Linked DNA regions of Manis javanica: region 2 is linked to region 1. A link is a contact called in public Hi-C data. All regions are on one chromosome and are shown on one strand. Each heading gives the region's core, a stretch centred on a gene start, on an enhancer-like site or on the middle of the called end of the contact. The rest is flanking DNA. Distances are from core to core; before and after follow the strand shown. Region 1 holds the start of CBX7 (chromobox 7). Region 2 holds the start of MIURF (mitochondrial elongation factor 1 upstream open reading frame).

The links. Hi-C and Micro-C count contacts between places; a contact is called where the count stands out from the background.
Region 2: a Hi-C map of blood shows a contact between it and region 1, with 8 times the contacts expected there. The contact joins the promoter of MIURF here to the promoter of CBX7 in region 1. A contact is called at or near these places in 2 of 2 Hi-C or Micro-C datasets (blood and fibroblasts).

What each region holds. Positions count from the first base shown.
Region 1 is chr10:110,500,202-110,502,901 of MJ_LKY, forward strand. It overlaps CBX7 (chromobox 7), which reads right to left and starts at 1,347. Exons shown (of 6, transcript XM_037006940.2): 1 at 1,054-1,347. The coding sequence starts at 1,122.
Region 2 is chr10:110,804,178-110,806,877 of MJ_LKY, forward strand. MIURF (mitochondrial elongation factor 1 upstream open reading frame) reads left to right here and starts at 1,373. Exons shown (of 1, transcript XM_073213899.1): 1 at 1,373-1,585. The coding sequence starts at 1,373. The coding sequence ends at 1,585.

The sequences.
Region 1 (2,700 bases), core at 97-2,596:
TTCCCCCTTGGCCCAAGATGCCAGAGCCAAGTTTTCTCTCTGGAAAGAAGATCAGCTGGCAATCAGCCAACTCGAGCTCCCGCTCTACCTCCATCCCTAACTGGCCGCATGACCTTGACGAGGTCATTTCCCCTGCCTGGGCCTCAGTTTCTGTCTTTGTCAAAAGAGGAGAGGTAACCTGTGACCCCTCCCAGCCCTGCCGCTGGATCAACCCAAGGGGCTGAACAGAGGAGATCCAGGAAAAGGATGGCAGTGAGCACCAGGAAAGGAACTTTTCCCGAAGAATTCCATCCCCAACCTCCAGCCCGGGGGAGCGCACTCCGCAACACGTGCACAGGAAGCGTGTGGGCCGCCAAAGCCCAGCCCCGAGGCGCCGGCACCGGACCCAGCACAACAGATGCCTCCTTAAATTGCAGGCTGTGTGTCTGTTTTGGAGGCGTAGGAGCGGGGGGAGGCGCCTGGAGGATGCCCGAGCGCTGTAGGCGGCTTCACTGGGCCGCCGGGCGGGGCTGAGAGCTGGGGTGGGGAAGAAAGAGGGGTGTGCACTTTAGAGGGGGGGAAAGACGGAGGTGGGGGTGTGGAAGGGATCGGAGAAGGTCTAAGTCCAGTAATTTGACTTCAGAGGCAGGACACTGTTCCAGAGCTCCGCCTCCAACTTCAAAGGTCTTGGTCGCAAGAGTCCAGAGTCCTGAGTTCTAGACCCAGTTCGGACGTTAACACACTAGGCAAGCCCTTTGCTTAACTTGGGCCTCAGTCTCCCCATATTTAGAATGAGGAGGATGAGGATGATCATTCAGGATCCCTAAAGTCTGACCCTCATCTCCAGCTCTGGTGGGCTCAGCTGCCCCCAGGATCCGGGTAGATAACTTTTATTCTACTTATCCTACAAGGTGGAGGGGAAACTGAGGCACAGACTGGGGAGCCAAGCCCAGCAGCGCAGGGCTGCCTGGGCCTCCCGCCCCACTTTCCCCTTCGCTCCCAGGTGAAGGGGACGGTGCTGGGGACAGGAGGGACCCCAGAGGGGTCCTGGGAGCCGCCCCCACGCAGCCTCACCTTCCGCACGCGCTTCTTCCGGATGCTCTCCACAGCGAACACCTGCTCGCCGATGGCTGACAGCTCCATGCGGGGCGGAGGGCGAGCTGGCCCGAGGCCGGGCTGGGCTGGGGGCGGAGCTGCGGGGCCGCGGCTGTGGCGCGCGATGGTCGGGCCGCGGGGTCCCCGTCACCCTCGCCCGGGCGCGCACGCGCACGCGCACGCGCGCACACCCCCTCGCGCTCCCTCACGCTGCCGACGTTCCATTTTTGAACCTGCGCAACATTTTCCTCAGCGCGAGCGAGCGAGCGAGCGCGCGGGCAGGGGCGGGGCAGGGGCCTGGCTCGCGCCAGGCAGGTCACGCCCCTCCCCCTGGTCGCCCTCTCCTTACTGGCCACGCCCCTAGTCACGCCCCACATTCTCCGTCCCCAGGGAGTCCCGCGCGCGGTAGCCTGGGCCGCTCACCTCAGCGCCTTCGGCCCGGGACTTATTTGGCGCGTGCGCTGCTGGGCTCCCGGGGGCGATGAGATCTTAACATCGCCCGGGGGCGATGAGAAGCGTTTTCAAAGATCCTCCGGACGACACTGAGGGGCGTGGCCCGGGAGGGGGGCGGAAAAGAAACCTGCAGGGCGGGGGAGGCCGTTCGCCCCATCTCGCAAAGTAGTAGGCGGGGCTGGGGCGCGGACCCTCGAGCTAGAGGAAGGCGGGTGCTGCCGAGGCTCCCCAACCTGATGGGGCGCCACAGGGCTAAGCGCTCTCCAGATTCAGGCTCCGGAGCGCTGTGGTTCGGCCTGTCCTGAGCAGGCGTCTCCACGTCTGTCCGTCCATCAGGCTTTGGGCGGTGGTGCTGAGATGCCCGGGTCCGTCGCGGACGCTGTGTCGAGGGCCCCGAGAGGGCGACAACTCGCACAAAGTGCGGCTGCAGCGGACACACGGTGCACCCGGGATGGATTTTGCCACTGGTCTGCCCCCACCCCGCGCACACATAGCACACACACGCACACACGCTTGATCTCGGCGCGCAGTAGGTGTTCGACTATTTGTGGAATGACCGGACCTTGACGTCCTAGACGAACTCTGACCCCAGCCGCCCCAAACCCCCTCTGTTTTCGCCGACGACGCCGCCGTTCACTCTCGCGAGCAACGCGGAGCCATCCGCGCCCCTCCGGCTCCCGCCGCCTATCCGCGCTGATCCTGAGCCCTGGCCCTCTGTCCTGCCCCAGGCACAGCCCTCGTCCTTTCTCTGGGCTGCAGGAACAGCCTTCCCGCCGAGCAGCCGTCTCGGAGCCCGTGTCCGCACCGTGCCGGAGGGGCGCTTTCTAAAACGCGCGTGCGACTGGGTCGCTCTAGTGCTTAAAAATTTTCCATGGCTCCCTGTTCCCCTCAGAGTAAAGTCCAAATACCTTACTCCGGAGCGCGGAAAGAAGAAATGATAGATTTATACTGGACTTTTCAGTAGAAGCAACGGAAGCTAGCCAGAAGGCAGTGGAATGGTACGTCCAATGTCCTGAGAGAAAATAACCGTCATCTTACAAATACCCAGGGAAAATGTCTTTCAAGAATTGTGTCCCCAGTGAAAATATTTTTCCAGAACCAGGTGAAATAATAACATTTACGAGTACAAAAACTAAGACTTTGCCACTAGCAGACCCTCCCTAAAGGAAATTC
Region 2 (2,700 bases), core at 123-2,622, 300 kb after region 1:
GGGAGGTCTTTGGGGAGCCCTTTTGCATTTGAGGAAAAAGGGACAGGGACAGGGATAGTGGCTCGCTCACGCTCACTCAGAAAGTTGGCAAGGCCGAAGCATGATGGCTAACTGACCTCGGACTCAAAGTCCAGATCTTTTTTACCAAATACTACCCCCAGTCAGTCTTATTTCTTGATTTCTGAAAGAGGGGTGATCATTTCTTCTACATAGGGACATTGTGAGCATTCCGCCTTTCATTCAATTTGTTTTTGGAGAGTTTGTGGAGCACCCATAAGTGCTGTACACATGGTAAGATCCCAGTGAATGGTAACTATCCTTAAAGAGGCGGGCAGAGTTGGGGTCGGGCGCAGCCCCTTTTACAGCTGTGCCTATGGGCAAGTTATTTCCTCCTGAAAACTTCTGTTTCCTCCACCTAAAATGAGGATAATGGTGACACTGGATTGTTAATAGAATGAAAAGGGTCATGTGGGGCATGCTTAGAACATGCATGGTATATAGTGAACACTCGATCAGTGTTCTCTGTTAATTATGAGCCCTGAACACCTCATAGGTTCCTTAATTTAAATGTGATAATGGATGACAAAGCACTTTACAAATGATAACACTGTACTTGTGTACGGGTTTATTGTTCCTGAAGGAGATGGTGGCAGTTTATGTGTAACTAAATCTAGTGTTTGTCGAATACCTACAAACCAGGCTAGGTGGCACTAGTAATTGCTGTCCCTGACAGACTGCTTAGTATGTGCCAAGTGCTGTTCTAAACACATCTACATATATTATTAACTCATTTACTCCTCGTACCAATCATATGGGCAGAGTACAGTTGTAGCCCCCATTCTACAGATAAAAGAACTGAGATAAGCACGGAGAGATTAGGAAATTTGCCCAAGGTAATCAATCAGCTCATAAATGGTGGTGCCAGGATTCAAGTATGGCTGAGAGTCCTTGTTTTCAACCACTCAGGACCACTCCTTGTGGTGAAGTTTTATTATACGTGCTTCACATGCATTATCTCATGCAGTTCTCAAAATAGCACTGTGGTAGGTACTGTTTGTATCTCCATTTTGCAACTGAGGAAGCTGATACTCAGAGGGGTTAAGTACTTTGCCTAGAGTCATGTGACACCTTAGTGACAGAACCAGGAATTAAGCCCTGGTCCTTCAGCATAACCTATACTTGCCTAGAAGGGGGAATCTAAAGGCTGGGGTCTAGTCCTAGCCCTGCCACTAAACTGTAGTGTGATTTTGGGCATCTGAAACCTAGATTAAGAACTTCTGAATTGTAGGCCCTTCTGGCATTAGTTCTGACTCTAGGCTTCTGTTTTTTCCCTTCTGCTTATAGCTTGACGCCCAGCCCTTACCAGTCCCCCATGGCCCCATGGAGCCGAGAGGCAGTGCTGGGTCTCTACCGGGCTCTGCTGCGCCAGGGCCGGGAGCTTCACTACACCGATAGAGACTTCTACCTTGCCACCATCCGCCGTGAGTTCCGGAAAAACAAGAAGCTAGAGGATCCTGAGGCCCGGGAGAGGCAGCTGGAAAAGGGCCTGATCTTCCTCCACAGCAAACTGGGCGGGATTATTTAGGATCTTCTTTCACCTCCCATCCTAGTGCCAAGGGAAAGAGGACAGAGGTGCCTTCCATAGACACCCCTGCTCTCTCCCACCCCCGCCTCACAGATGCAGTAAGAAGCTTCAGGTAGGCAGATTGTTGTTCCTATAGGTTTCATTTTTTCTGTTGCAGGGGACCGGGAGAGAGAGAGACACTTTCCTTTTATTGACCAAAGTCTTTTCGTCATTAGAAATCAAATGACCAAAGTCATTAAAAATCAATGGAGGAAACAGACATATTGACAGAAGTATGTTCCCTTATTGCAAAAACACCCTGAGTTTCCAGCCCCACCAGAACAGAATAGTTATCACCATTTTATTTCATAGAACATTTTACATATGAAAGTGTTTAAAAAGACATTGGTTAAATCAGAGCTCAGTTCCAGACTGCCTCGTTCTTCAATTATCTTGTGGGTCAGATAACATAGCGCTGTTCTGTTACAACACAGTCTATAAAGCAAGCACAGTGTATGGGCTTCAGAGGATGGTGCCTGGGCTTAAATTCTGGCACTGCTGCTAATGCTGTGGGATTTAGGGCAAATCACAATCTTTCCAGGCTTCCATTTTTTCATTTGTAAAATGGAAATAATAGTACTTACCTTTTCAGGTGAGAATTAAATGAGGCAGTGCACACACAGCGCTTGGAATGGTACTTAGCAAGCAGTATATTAGCCCTGTTTACTCCTGAAACCAGTGTTACCAAGAAGTCCCACTGTAACACATGATTGTGTTTAATTCAGCAACTTTCCCAGAGGGCCCTCTGTGGCTGTGGCGTTGTGGTAGGCTCTGGGAGAGAGATGAGTGATACGGTCCATCCAGGGGCTCAGTCTAATGCTTCCTCAGTCAGGGAAATAATTCCCGTGTGAGCAGCTGTGTACTAGAGCGTCGTATAAGAGCTTGGGGATGTATAAGAGCTTTTTAAACATTTTCATGTGAAGATGTAACTGCTTGGCTTAGTGTTGTGGGCATCACAGGTGGCATAGAAAAGAAGACATTTCACGTCTACCTCAAATGAGAACTTGAAGCTTGCTGGGCAGGTGAGCAAGAATAAGCAAATGTGGAGGTGGAAACTGCATTTTGTAGTCTGGAAA